Regions from separate parts of the Mus musculus genome. Here regions 1 and 2 are each linked to region 3. The links are chromatin contacts, called in public HiChIP or PLAC-seq and Micro-C maps. All regions are on one chromosome and are shown on one strand. Each heading gives the region's core, a stretch centred on a gene start, on an enhancer-like site or on the middle of the called end of the contact. The rest is flanking DNA. Distances are from core to core; before and after follow the strand shown. Region 1 holds the start of Anapc4 (anaphase promoting complex subunit 4). Region 2 has its middle 19 kb from the start of Gm40302. Region 3 holds the start of Lgi2 (leucine-rich repeat LGI family, member 2).

Region 1 (4,728 bases), core at 119-2,618, 270 kb after region 3:
GAAAAATACAAAATGTGGTTCACATATTAAAGGGGCACCAGGAAGTGAAATGGAGCTGAATCTTACGTTCTAGGAAATAAAAGATTAAGGGATTGGGGGTAAGATCCCATCCAGCTAAGTTTAGATTCAGGCATGGTGGTATACACCTTTAATTCCAGCATTACAGGCGGCAGAGCCATGCAGATCTCTGAGTTCAGAGGTTCAGTCGGACATCATCAAGGTGGGAACATGGCAGCATCCAGGCAGGCATGGTGCAGGAGAAGCTGAGAGCTCTACTACTTCATATCAAGTCTGCTAGCAGCATACTGACTTCAAGGCAGCTAGGATGAGGTCTTAAAGCTCACACCCACAGTGACACACCTACTCCAACAAGGCCACACCTCCAAATGGTGCCACCCCCTGGGCAAAGCATATTCAAACCATGACAGAGGGAAACAGTTTTGATAAACAGTACTACTGATGATAAAATGTAGACTTACTTTGCTCTCCCTTCTTGCAGAGTGGTCTTTATACTTAAAACCCAGAGCAGTTGTGATCAACAGATTGACAATTGAGGTTGCCTGGGCAGTGTCTGTCCACATTTTCTCACAAAATTGAATGCTTAGATAGCCACAGAATAAATCCTGTTTCCTCTTAACTGTGGTGAGTTTGCTACAAGTCAAGAAATCATTTAAATAAGGCGAAAGAAAACACACTATTTGTCCCTGTTAGGGAGGGTGCAAGCACTTTAACAGTATATGTCTGTAGATAGGAATCATTCAGTGTTTTGTTTTCTTTTTAAATGGTGATTTCCGTCCAATGTTAACCCTCTTTTAATTTGCTAAAATGCTGCCTGATAGAGAGGTTTGTTGTTTTAAATTCTACAATGCATCCAGGGCTGAAAACGACTGTGTGCCAAAGGAGGTCCAGTGTGTGAGTCCGGAGTTTTGATTAGAGCCTAAACCTAGAACAAAAGGGATTGTGTACACAGCAGCGAATTTCTGAGCAAACGGAAAAGGCCTGGAAGGGTTCCCACACGTCCGCGTATACAGGGTTAAGGATTCCTTTGGTACTTGCTGTGCAGCGGGCAGCCCAGAGTAGGGGACCTCCGAGACACCAGAGCTCGCTCCGCCCTAGCCACGCCCAGCTACGGCCTAGCTCCGCTCCCTTCTAGCCCCGCCCTCACCCGCTGTAGCCTAGGCTAACTTTGCCCTAAGCACTCGCTCGCCCCGCCCACACGGCTCCGCCCTACATCAAGCCCCGCCCTGCGCTCTCCCCGCCCCACCGGCGCGCGGCTGCTGTGCCACTCACTTCCTCTCGCGAAGACGTCCCGGCGTCGGCGCCGGAAGCTTTCTCCGAGCGCGGAGGGCGGAGTGAGAGGGCGGGGAAGGCCGCTGGCTAGGAGTAGGCCGAGTCTGCGACTCTGGCAGGTACCGCTGCTGGCAGGGCTTTGTGCCAGAGCTTTGTGGCCGGGTGCTCCGGCGGCCTTCTCGCGCACGTCGTTGCAGGGCCGCACCCATGCTGCGCTTTCCGACCTGTTTCCCATCCTTTCGGGTGGTGGGAGAGAAGCAGCTGCCACAGGAGATTATTTTCTTGGCCTGGTCCCCCAAGCGAGACCTCATTGCTTTGGCCAACACTACAGGCGAGGTAAGTGAGCTGGTGAGAGAGGTCGCCTGGGCTGGGACCCTCGAGCCTCAGTTTCCCCTTTGGCAGACGTGGCGAATCGCACATCTCTCCTGCCCCTACATCTCAGCATGGCTGTTAACTTTAAGAGACTGTGTAAAATACTGTGCCTTCCAGACAGGATGTGTATTCCATTTCCTGTATGGCCCAGAAGAACAAATTCCCTCCAAGTTCTGCACACCCAGGACTCCAGGAATTGATTTGGCCAGGGATGCACCATCAGACCCCGCCCAAAGTTGGTTTCAGATTAGTAGAGAATGAAGATGAACTGTCAAGTCCAACTGGAAGTGTGTGTGTGTGTGCAGTTGCTACAGAGGATGCTTGGTTCCGAGGTTTTACATCTTTGTTACATCTAGCTATTTAGAAGATCTTTAAGTTGAAAGGCTGATGCCTCACAGAATTGCAGACAGAATGCGTGTGGACGTTGTCAGTTAGCATTTCTGACATTAGGAACGTGAACATGCGATATCAAGTACAACTAGATACCCATCTTTCTGTGGAGGATGACTATTACCTGACAGCCATCTTGAAAGGGTCCCATCATCCATGCCACTTAGCACCCTCACCTATGTAAAACTAGGTGGTAAGGAAGGCCTAGCACCCAGAAATGCTTAGTGTGCCAGATTGCATTATCGTGTTGTGTGGCACGGCTCTGTCTCTAAGATCCATGGCTGGTGACATAGCTAAGGCGTGGGCTAAGAGTGCAGTCATTATTGTTGTTATTTTACTATGTCACCTACATATTCATGTTGTTTGTGTTACTTCTTTTGTCTATTGTCTTGGATAGGCTTTTTAACCTTTTCAAAAAGGTAAGTTTAAAAGATACAAAAGGGGCTGGAGACATGGCTCAGCTATCAAGAGCACTTGCTGTTCTTATAAATGACCTAGGTTTGGTTCATAGCACCCACATGGTCACAACTGTCGGTAGCTTCAGTTCCAGGGAGAACTGATGGCCTCTTCTGGCCTCCTGGGGCACTGACTGCACAAATGTGGTACAAATACATACATGTAGGTGTACCTTAAAAAAAAAAAAAGAAAGAAAATATGTAGAGTACAGGACTAAGTTGGGCCTTCTGAGTTCACCCATTTCTTTGAAAATGTCTTACATTCGTTTGGACACTGTTGTTCTGTAGATTGCAAAAAAAAATACTCAAAAGTAGTAATTAAAATTTTTGTTCTGTGGGTCTAGGTTCATTTTATCTCTGCAGGTGAGTTTGCAGCTTTCTGCTATCATGTCTTTTCATCTTAGGTTTTGCTGCATCGCCTTGCAAGTTTTCATCGAGTTTGGAGTTTCCCACCAAATGAAAGTACAGGAAAAGAAGTGACCTGCTTGGCCTGGAGACCAGACGGCAAACGTATGATAATGCTACAAACGTGTATCTCTTATTTCCAAAAGGATAGTCTAAAAACAGTACTTTTTCTTGGTATATTTTAGAATTATGGTTTTGTTTCTGTTGTATAGGTCTTACTGTATAACCCTGACTGGCCTAGGACTCTTTGTGTAAACCAGAGATCCACCTGCTTCTGCCTCCCAGGTGCTGAGATTAAGGACATGTGTGGCCTACCGTATCTGGCCCTATATTAGAACTATAAGTACTAGTTTGAGACTTTTTTTTCTTATTAGAATGCTTATATTTTTCATGAAAGTCTGTTGTTGGCAGGGATAAGTCTTTAATGAGCCCTGGCTTTGTGGCAGATAGGATCAAAGTCTGAGACATTTGCAGAATAATTGGCTTTGGCTCTCTCTGCTCTCTTGTCCTACATCATTTGATCCAAGTACCATTCACCACTCATGAGTCCATTCAGTGCCATCACAGTCTTTTTCTCCCCCAAATTCAGTTAGTACTAAATGTGAGGTTCATAAATCTCCTCTATGTAAGCTACCACTCAGGAGGGGCTGCGCACTGTGACTCTACATTTCCCAAAGGTCTTTTCCTGCTGTCGTGGCTCAGATCATTCATCTTCCATGGGGGTGTGTGTGTGTGTGTGTATCTTGTTTAGTTTGTTTGTTTGTTTGTTTGTTTTTCAAGACAGGGTTTCTCTGTGTAGTCCTGGCTGTCCTGGAACTCATTCTGTAGACCAGGATGGCCTCGAACTCAGAAATCTCCTGCCTCTGCCTCCCAAGTGCTGGGATTAAAGGCTTGCACCACCACTGTGCTGTCTTGTTTAGTTTCTTAAATTGATAGTTTCTGGAGCAGTTAGTCCTAGTGTTAGAATAGTAAATTGCTATGGGCTGCAGCTTGAAGTTTATCAGGGTGTCCAGCTTGTGGTCTATAAGTCACATGGGACTCTGTATAACAATGAATATGGCCCAGCACAAAATTTTAACGTCCTCAAAACTTTGGGTTTTTTTTTTTTTTTTTTGTTTCTTTGTTTGTGGAGGGTTTCTCTATTATTATTCTTATTTTTTTTTCTTTTTTCTTTTTTTTTTTTTGTTTTTTGTAATGTGATTGCATAGTTCTCTAATGTGAACTTCATGGTTAACTACATTGTATCACTGTGGCAAAAGGTTGAGCAAGCCTGAAGGTACTTTAAGAAAAAAAATAAATTACATTTGTAATATGAGTATGTCCTCCTGCTTAGTTTTGTTTTTTTCTTTTTCTTTTTTTTTTTTTTTTAAATAAATATAAGTACTTAAAGCTTGTTTGATAGCTGTTTTGGTGAGCAGCTCTGACAATGTGTGTAGAGATCTGTTTGTGCATTTTGATCTGAATTCATCTATTCCGATAGGCTTAGTTCAGGCCAGTGTAAACAGATTTGCCGCTTTGAATGTTAAGTGAACACTAACCACTGTGTCTCCATACTGTAATGTACAGCTGTTGGCCGTGATGCTTATCACATGTCGGCTTTCAGCTGTATAAGCAGTGCGTAACCATTCTGAGCAAGTGGGAGAACTTAGTGGGATTAATTCCTAAACGTAGAACTTCCAGGAATGCTCTAAGCATAGCCATTCTCCTTTTTCTTAGATGAGTAGAACATATAAAATCAGAGGGGTTGGGCCAGTGGGATGGCTCTGTGCAGGTGACAGTGTTTGCTGCCACACCTGAAAACCTGAGTGTGATCTCC
Region 2 (4,359 bases), core at 1,173-3,672, 460 kb before region 3:
CATGAAAGGTTCGTGATGGACAGGAGTATTAGGTGCACAACTCCTTACAGAAGACTCCTGGAAAAACGGGGGGTGATGAGAAAAGCAAGTCTCAGTCTGAATTGAAAACATAACCAAACTGATATGAATTCGTGTCTAAAGGGACATGAATGCATACCTAAATGTGTATGCATACAGTGTGTGTGTGTGAGAGAGAGAGAGAGAGAGAGAGAGAGACAGAGAGACAGAGAGACAGAGAGACAGAGAGACAGAGAGACAGAGAGACAGAGAGAGAGAGAGAGACAGAGAGACAGAGAGACAGAGAGACAGAGAGAGAGAGAGAGAGAGAGAGAGTTTTAATGTATCTGAGTAATTGTAAAATCATTCTTCTTGATTCAGAAATTTGACCAATCTAAAGACTCTGTTTCTCTGACCAGATCAACTATCCAAATCAAATAGAGTAATAAACTCGAGTATCTAGCAAGGCCCATCACCAAGAGGGAAAAAGCATCAGGTGGTTACAGTTGGCTCCACCAAAACAGACAGACAGCTTCACCCCCAAGAATTCTATGTACAATATAAAAGAAAGAAAAGGAAGTGGGGGGTGGGCAGTCATTAATATCAACGACCAGTATCCTCAGCACCCATATAAAAGTCTCCAAACTGGAAGGCAGAACCAGGAGGAGGGATCACTAGGGCTTGCTGGCCAGGCAGTCTAGCTGAACTGTGAGCTACGGGTTCCGTGAGTGACCCTAACTCAAAAAGAATAAGGAGAGAGCAGATGAAGAAAACCCTTGGCATCAACCTTGGGCATCCCACACACATGTGTGCATACCTGCACATACATTTAGGTAAACATACATGAACATGTACATGGGCATATGGCATCAAAAAAAAGTGAAAAGAAAGAGAGGGGATGAAGATTTGGACAAGCAAAGGAGAGGTTCACTATTTGTAAAGGCAAACAGATGGCATCCTCAGAGACTTTCAAGGGATGGGTGTGTAGCCTCACAGTGCTTTTGTGTTGCAGAGAGGAATGGAGTGGAGACAGTAAGAGGAAGCTGGCCTCTGGCTGCCCAACCAGTCCCCACTACTTGCTCCTAACTAGCACTTAATTCTGTCTTGTTTGCATTCTCTGTAAAATGGGAATAACAAGACAAGGCTCTACCCCGTGTTGTTATGGAGACTAAAGGAGTCATACCGGTGTAAAGTGTTTGAAACAGCATTTTAAAAAAAAAGTAGTAGCCACAATCAAAATCCTGTGATCTTGTGTCTATAGAAATTTATAAAGGTGCAGGATATTTTCAAACCAAAGCTACCAAGAGGAAGCTCATCTTACCGGAAGACCGTGGCAACCGATGTATGTCCCGACAAGTCTTTCTTTTTGTTACTGTGCACTGTGTCATGTATGTGTAAACAGACATACATCATACATGGGTGAGTATGCTCATGTGTGCATGCAGAAGCTAAAAGACAGCCTCGGGTATCACGCTCACCAGCACCATCATCACTACTGTCAACACTGTTCCAGAGTTCACTCACTAAGCTGAACTGGCTATGCTGTGAGCCCCAGGCAGCTTCCTGTCTCTGCATCCACAGTATGCCACCATGCCTGTGATGTTTACGTAGGTGCTGGAAATGGAAGTAGATTCCTCCCAGTTGCAAGCCTTAGGTACATCTCTATGGATCTAAACACTGTCATCACTTTAAGAATTGTGGAATAGTCGGAAAGAAAGCATACATATATTCAATTCTACCTGGTGTTTCCTGCTTTGTCTATCTCTATTCCCAGAACTAATGCCAAGCTTCTCCTACTCCTACCAAAAACAAAAGAACAGACAGACGTGTTCAACAACTTACCTACCTATCTTCTGTAATGAGCCTGTATTAAAACTTCTACGTTGCTAGACAAGATGAAGTGCAAAGAGCCCCAAGCACTGAATAACAAAAACTATAGAGCCAAATTCAACAGGAACCCTGCCTGCTCTGCAAAGATGCATCTGGGCTGTTCTTCCAGGGAGGCCATTTTCTATTGAAAGCTCAGAGGTTGATGGTGCAGGAGGCAAAAGAAAGTTAAAATGCATAGTCACACCAGATAGTGATGCATCTTTCACAAACTTGGGGGTTAAGCTACCAGGGAACCAAGGAACTGTCCGATCAGGTGAGGAAAGTCAGATGTCAGGCCTCTCTGGGACACCCACGCAATCAGCTAATTGGCTTCATTTTTCACTTTCAACTGATTGATTCTGTATCATACAGACCTGGCCTGCTTCGATCTGGGCTGACATAGTGGCAACTAATAAGGTGACCCAGGTCCTAAAAGCAAGCAGATAATGGCCAAGGATGGAGCCTGACCGCTTAAACAACTCCAGGGGAGAAGCCCAGGCTGAAAGGCAAAACATAAAAAGAGAAAGCTGAGGGCTGGAAGCTTGCTCTGCTGCCATCCCTAGGCGTGAAACTGTAAATTAAAGAACGGGCTGCCGTCTGCTGCACTGAGCCAAAGCAGACACATCTCACAGATACACTTTAATTGGGGGTTTCATTCTAACTGAAACAGGTTCCTCCTCAGCAGATGCTTCCCCCCCCCACACACACACACACACTCCACTCCTGCCCACACACACACACACACACACACACACACACACACTTGTGGTTTGTTTTGCACATTGGAAAGCCCATGCAAAAATACCTGCAGCATGGTCTCAGAAACAGGATGGAATCTCCCAGTTTCTAAATGGCAACAGATGTAGTTTCGGCTCTAATACACATTAGACTCTTTCTCTCTCTCTCTCTCTCTCTCTCTCTCTCTCTAAAAAAAAAAAAATCAACAAGCCACCCCCTCCAGCTTCAATAAATGTCACAAAATAACTAAATTCTTTCCTTTCCACGATGATCCGTAGCTGGAGTATTTTTAATGTCTGTTTATTTGCTTGTTTTTGTTTGCCTGGTTTTTATAAGTGAATAAATGACTCGCTACTTTCCAGATTTTCCATCTCGTCCTATTTTTCAACCCCTTGTTTATAATGAACGGTGTCATAATCGTGCTTCTTGTGAAAACGAAAGAAATCAAACAGCCTTGGGATTCCAGGAAAGGAGGTTCTTAGTAGACATGCCTGCCTGCTATTGATGTTGTAAAAAGGTTCCTTTTACATGGTATTAGATGTTGAGAGCACATCATATTGATCTAGAAATAAAAAGCTTGATTTTTTTTAGTACAGCCAACCCTTACCTTCATAAGCACTTTATAACACTAAGAAGTGGGTTTTATTTTTAATTGAGGTAAACAAATTACACTTGAAGAACGATGCTATTTTTAGGGAATGAAGGGTTTGTACGCTTTTTTGGCAGCAATTCAGGTAAAATCATGAATAAGTCTCACTCTTTCAAATTTTGGCCCAGGCCTCTCTCCCCAAGTCAACGCTGCCTGAATCCTGGGATAAAATGTGAAACTATTGCCTTTGTTTTCTCCTTGTCCTCCGTAGGAACAGTAGTTGCAAGCAGTTTTCGTAGTCATTTGCCCATGCTCAGATGCTGAAAGGGCAAACTGGAGCTCAGCAAGGCCTAATGCACACGCTGTATAATTCTCCTTCCTTGAAAATGGTGACGGTGGCTGAGCCGGAAACCTCAAGTCTCCTAAGGCAACGCTCGCCAGCACTTCCCACCGGACAAGCAGAGCTAGGGTAGTGACCGCCCCTTCCTCTAACAATGCTTGTCTTTCGTTTGTTTCTGCACTTTATCTTAAAGTTCATACCGTACCACTGGTGGAAGAAATCAATACTTCAAATCATCTGCTCTCCCCGCCAGCCAATTTCTCTGCACTCAGGTTAGCTCGCTCCCCAGTACCAGTCTGTGAGCTAATCACCATCCACAGAGCAGCACCAGCTGCTTTTTCAGACATTCTTGCCATTTTCTTAGCAACGCGAGTGCCCCTTTCTAGAAGAAAGATGTTGTCTTTGAGGGAGATGCTTTTTCCTAATCAACTTAAACTAACTTTACCCGAAGAGAAGCCAATAGTTTGCCTCTTTCGAAAAGGATCCCTCTTCAAGGTTCTCATCTTTTTCAGGTTTCCCAACCTGACCCTACGAACCTGCCTGGCACCCCTGCCCCGACCCTGACGCCCACCAACTCGGGCTGCCAAGGAGTTTGCACGTGACTGCCCATCTTGCGAAACAAGGCCCTGCCCTCGTCTCTTCCAAGCTCTTGGACTCCTTTCCTGTCTCCTTAAAGATGCTGCGAAGCCTCCCGTGGCTCTAGAGCGGCGTTGCTGAGCGCCTGGCGACACCCACCGGGTCTCCCTTCTCTCTTCTTCCCGAAGAATAGCAAGCAGTCGAGTTTCTGCTCCCTGCGGTGTTGGTCGGAGCCACTTGCCCGGAAACT
Region 3 (4,864 bases), core at 1,903-4,402:
GTGCATTGCTTGCTATAGGTATAGTCTCACTCCATCCAAGAAATATGGCAAGCGTCAGTGCTATATACTCACGACTGCCTGCTGATCTTTGTGTTGTTTGTGTACTGCTAAGGATGGACCCCAGCGCTGCATGGTAGGCAAGCGCTGTACCACTGAGCTACATACCCTCCACACACACATACACCCCTGCCTAGTGAACTGCTTTCGAAAAGTGACTGTGGGACAATTATTTTCACTATCATACATTAACTGACTTGGGTTTCGGGACCTTAAATGGGCACTCACCATGACTCGGTAACTTGGATGTGATTCCCAAAGAGGAGCTGGGGCAAACATAGTTTGGGGCTTCCAGGTTGGATCCTGACTCTGTGACTCAAGGCAAAGCATTTACCTTTCCTGAGCATCAGTTTCTTCATCTGTCAGATGGGAAAACAAAAGTACCTTTCCTGCAGAGGCGCCTTGCCCGTGAGATAAAAACGCACACACCTGTGCTGCTTGCTGCATGCATGTGAGACAGACTGGAAGCATTCCTATCGAAGAGCAGTATCAGGATTTTTTTTTTTAAGATAAGCTTCTTTTTGAGGTGAGATGTTGGAGGTGAAACTCTGGTTATGGTCGATGCAGCCACCTCCCAATTGCCTGATCTGTGACTGGGATCTACCACAAGTCCCAGGGGAGAAATTGGCCTAAGTCAGGGAAGGCCCTGGAGCAGGAGAACAGTGGTTTAATGTGGACCAGCTAGGGTGACTCGGAGGGTTGTTGGTTATAGGAAGACCCACTAGAACAAGGCAGGCACCACGTCTCATACTCACAGCAGCTGCAGAGAGGGCAGGTGGGAAAACATTCGGTCCTTGATTTCCAGAAATGTTCCATTTACTAGGCTCCTACGGGCAAGAGAGGGACAGAGTGAGGCCCAGGGTCCTTTGAGGAAGTGCCGAGCCAAGTGGGCAGTGGGCAGTGGGCATTTCCTCCACCTGAACTTCACACTCCTCCTCTCTGGGGTAAAGATTCTTGTGTTTGGCCATTGTCTTCCCGGGGAGCAAGATGAGAAAGAGGAGAGTTGCTTCCCAGTATACTTGGTCAAGAGGAAAACTAGTCTGGCTAACAGAATCCAGTGCTATGTATGGGTCTGGCTCCTCTCACAGACATTAGCTCAGTCAGCTTAAATCAATTCCCGAGCTTCCCTCCCTTAACTACAGGAGGCCTCCGCTGAAGGTGGATAATTACTTCACCCAGGATTCTGTTTGTGCAGACACAAAGTTAATGTTGGCCCACAAAACTCTGGGGTAGGATTAAGCATTCCCCCCTTGGAAGCACAAGTCTCTGGAAGACACTCAGAGCACTTCTGACTAAATGCACTGTGAAAGCCTTGGGGGAAACTCAGAGACACCTGAACTGGCCCAGGAAGCGAGAGGCAGGGCCATCTGCCAGATAAATGGTCGAGCTGGGAAAAGAAGCTTGGCTGCTTCTGCCTCAGGGTCTCCTGCCCTTTCTGGCCACAGCAGGATTTCCATACATGACTGGAGTTAACATGCAGAACACTTCAGCTTTGATCCCATCCAAAGGGTTTAACAAGAGAAATTCTAGAATCCTCCATGTGATCTAATTTAGCAAGAGTAAGAGGCAAACGGGCCTGCTGTGCCCACAGCCAAACTCTTCCAACTTTTTACAGATGTAAACAGGACCTTGAACCCTCTCCCTCCCTGTACGCTGATGCTGTTTTTGCCTTGAAGAAGCACAGGACACGATGGAGAAGGCACAAGCAACGTGGTACCCAGAACTACCTTACCCTCAGGATCCCCTCCTCTACATCTGCAGGGGTACTCCAGCACCTCAGCCTGGAATAAGGGGCTGTCCTAGCAAGAGATGCCCCAGCAATAAACAGACCACCCTCAGATCCCTTCCATAGCAACACTTCACTATTGCCACTGTGTGAGACCTAGTTGAAAGTGCTTAGCAAGCAAGTGGAGGAATCTCTCTGGTTAGTTCTGTCAGTGCTGGTAATACAACCCACCATGGAGAAAGATGGTAAAAAGGGGGCCCTCTTGAACTCAAGGCAAGAAGTTGGAAGGTTTCCCTCACTAGGGGGCTCGGCTGGACACCATATACGGAAAAGCACTTAGAAGTCTTCCGGGTTTCCCCTCTCTAAGCCACGTGGAGTAACCCCTCTACTTCCAGAAGCTGTGTGCCTTTGCACAGCTTAGGCATTTCCTAGCCTGCAGTGTGGAGAGGTCAGGAGGGGGCCAACCTCCCAGCAGAGCTGAGGCCCGCTGCAGTGAGGCCTCACCCATTCCTAATTAGCCGCTCAATCCGGGCGCATACAGCTGCTCTCCAGTCACACACCCACCCACTCACCAACACAACAGAACCACTCAAAACTTTAAGGTGCCCCAAGGATCACCTCGTGGCCCGAAATACAGGCTGTGAACTCTGGTGCAGAGACCCTATCCCATGGTGGGCCCTGGGTCTGCAGTAGCATCAGCTCCCCCCCAGGTAGGTCTGATGCAGGTGGCCTCGGGCCACAATGAGAAACTGTCACGCGGACCTGTCTGGATTCCCGTACTCTGGGGTTTAGAGTCGCCCCCCACCCCACCCTCCACTCCACACAGATTCCACCCACGTTCCGTGCCCCCCAACCCAAAGGCAAAGAAAGGGACTAAGGAGCAGGGTCAGGTGGCGCTGCCCCAGCACCAGCCGCAACTCCCTGGCGGCGGCCGGCGCAGGGCAGGGCAGGGCGGGGCGGAGATGGAGGGGTCCCACTCACAGGGAGCTGATGTCGCCAGGCACGATCCTAGGCACCCAAGAGGAGCCCACGCAGATGATGGACTCCTTGGTACAGCTGCAAGTGGCGGGGCAGCGCGCCAACCGCCTCACCTGCGCGCTCGGCGGGATGAGGCACGCGGCGCTCAGCAGCAGCAACCCCAGCGCCCCGCCGCCTCTCCATAGCGCCATGCCGGGTCCCCGGGTCCCCGCCCGGGCTCGGACCCCCGCCGCCGCCGCCGCCCCGCGCCGTGCGCTCGGACCCAGCGCCGCAGCAGACGCGGGTGCCGCTTGCCGATCGGCCGCCAGCGCTGCTGGCGAGGACGCGGGCGCCGCGGGTGTGGGAGGCCGAGCCGCAGCCGAGCAGCATGCTGGCCGCCACCCCCACTCGGCGCCCCCCCACCCGCGCCCGGGCTGCTGGGCGGCCGCCGCACCGCCTCACCCGCGCTGGCCTGACATCAGCACCCGCGCCTGCCGCGGGCCCGGACCAATGAATAATGCACGCGGGGGCCCGCCCCGCGGGGGAGGGGGGGGGAGGAAAAGTTGGATGACCTTGGGGGAGGGGCCAGCCGTGGCTCAGACCCCCTGGGAGCAGGGACCCGCAATCCTTCTGTGGCTGCAAAGGATTTCACAGACAGTGGACTCCTTTCTACGGGGTCAAATCCTGAGCTTCCTTCCCCGCAAAAAATAAATAAATAAATAAATAAATAAATAAATTTTAGAAAGTAGAAACCGTAAGAACTGGAGCCTCTACACCCCCAGAAAAGTAGGAGTGGGGAGCACTGTCTTGACCTGGGAGAAAGGTCTCTATCCCCGAGTGCCCCGAAGAGGCCAGACCTTTGTGCAGACTTCATTTATCTTACAGAGGACCTAAATGACTGTAGCACAGGGACCCGACTGGGCCACCTTGGCTGGCCCACCATGTTTCTGTGGGGTCTGAGTCTCCACTGCACCTCAGCTCACTGAAGCCATCCCTTTTCAGTTGCCCAAGAAAACTAGAATCGCAAAACTGCTACAGCAGGGTATCCCCTGCCTGGCTGTTGGGCCTTGCAAGAACCTAGCCTGCGAAGAAAAGTTTCCTGGCTCAACACGGTAGCTACACACGGTAGCTACGCCCCACCCCCACCCCCTGATTAAATGATGGGGGACACAGATTGTTAGGAGAGACAGAGTTTGTTGCTCTGAGCACTGGGCCTTTCATCTCCTAACCCTTAGCGGATGCTATCCATCTTCAAGAATTTAACTGATGAGAAAACTGAAGCCCAGGAGTCCTGGGTAGCTGTCAGAGTGTGCTGTTAACAGTCAACACCAAAGAGAAAGACTGGAGCCTGAGATGGGGATTTGTAACTGGCCCCAGGGAAACCCTTTTTACTTCTAGAATCTGTCTTAAGGAGCGTTAATGTTATCATAAGGTCGTGTGCTGCTGGGGGCATGGAAGGAAATGCCAAAGCAGAACAAAGCATTATAGATTCCCCTACCCCACCCCTGCAACTGCTCTGAGCTCAGACCTGTCCATCAGGCTACCAACCTGGGCAAACCATTCTGATGTTAGCGTGTGCCTGAAACAAGTACAGCCAGTGCAGAAGAGGAAATTCATCGGTGCTGCCTCTTATTCCTGAATCATTTTAGCACAATTCAACGGGGGAAATATCTGGCTGTCCACTATGGGAAAAGAGAAAAACTCTCCCTATGGGCAGGAAACTTCAGTAGCTGGACAGATAGCCCAATAGAAGGACCTTCCCATAGTTACATGGATATAAGAGACTGGCCAAAGGGTAGAACATGGGATGCTACTATGGCACTTCATGGAAAGAGTAAAACACGGTCTTAGTTACTTTTCCTGTTGCTATGATGAAATATCCTAACAGAAACATCACAAATAAGCAACAGTGGCACTATCTAGCAGAGATATCCAGGGCTCAGCCTCAGCACCAATCAGCAGGTGGGACCAGGAGGGACACCAAAAGAAGTTCTCAGTTGTGCCTCTCTCAGAGAAGCAAAGATCAGCAAAGACAGGAGACCAACAAGCATTGTTCAGCTAGCTCTGCTGGCAAGCCAGCTCAGCCTCCCTCACTGTCTGTTGAGTCCTATCTATAATCCCTCC

What was found. A called contact is a pair of places that touch in the nucleus more often than the background predicts. HiChIP or PLAC-seq counts read pairs in DNA pulled down with a chosen protein or histone mark.
Region 1: a contact with region 3 is called in a Micro-C map of embryonic stem cells, with 4 times the contacts expected there. The contact joins the promoter of Anapc4 here to the promoter of Lgi2 in region 3. A contact is called at or near these places in 5 of 39 promoter capture datasets (embryonic stem cells, hippocampal neurons and trophoblast stem cells), 3 of 484 Hi-C or Micro-C datasets (the G1E-ER4 cell line and embryonic stem cells), 2 of 115 datasets of contacts at active chromatin or transcription factors (embryonic stem cells and stem cell-derived neural progenitor cells) and 3 of 9 other capture datasets (adipose tissue, embryonic stem cells and pancreatic islet).
Region 2: a contact with region 3 is called in an H3K4me3 HiChIP or PLAC-seq map of forebrain, with 4 times the contacts expected there. The contact joins the enhancer-like site here to the promoter of Lgi2 in region 3. A contact is called at or near these places in 14 of 39 promoter capture datasets (the 3T3-L1 cell line, the C10 cell line, the SN4741 cell line and 8 more), 9 of 484 Hi-C or Micro-C datasets (all in embryonic stem cells), 8 of 115 datasets of contacts at active chromatin or transcription factors (acute myeloid leukemia, embryonic forebrain, embryonic stem cells and 1 more) and 1 of 9 other capture datasets (liver).

The regions. Positions count from the first base shown.
Region 1 is chr5:52,832,767-52,837,494 of GRCm38.p6, forward strand. It overlaps Anapc4 (anaphase promoting complex subunit 4), which reads left to right and starts at 1,369. Exons shown (of 28, transcript NM_024213.2): 1 at 1,369-1,626; 2 at 2,912-3,017. The coding sequence starts at 1,498.
Region 2 is chr5:52,108,764-52,113,122 of GRCm38.p6, forward strand. It overlaps a transcript of Ppargc1a not described here. Among named protein-coding and RNA genes, the nearest start is that of Gm40302, 19 kb to the right of the region's middle. Within about 2 kb of position 2,423, at least 11 of the 459 cell types and tissues checked have an H3K27ac peak or open chromatin away from gene starts, as enhancers often do. A contact at or near this core is called in forebrain and hippocampal neurons, where this site is marked.
Region 3 is chr5:52,563,154-52,568,017 of GRCm38.p6, forward strand. It overlaps Lgi2 (leucine-rich repeat LGI family, member 2), which reads right to left and starts at 3,153. Exons shown (of 8, transcript NM_001310604.1): 1 at 2,765-3,153; 2 at 813-884. The coding sequence starts at 2,952.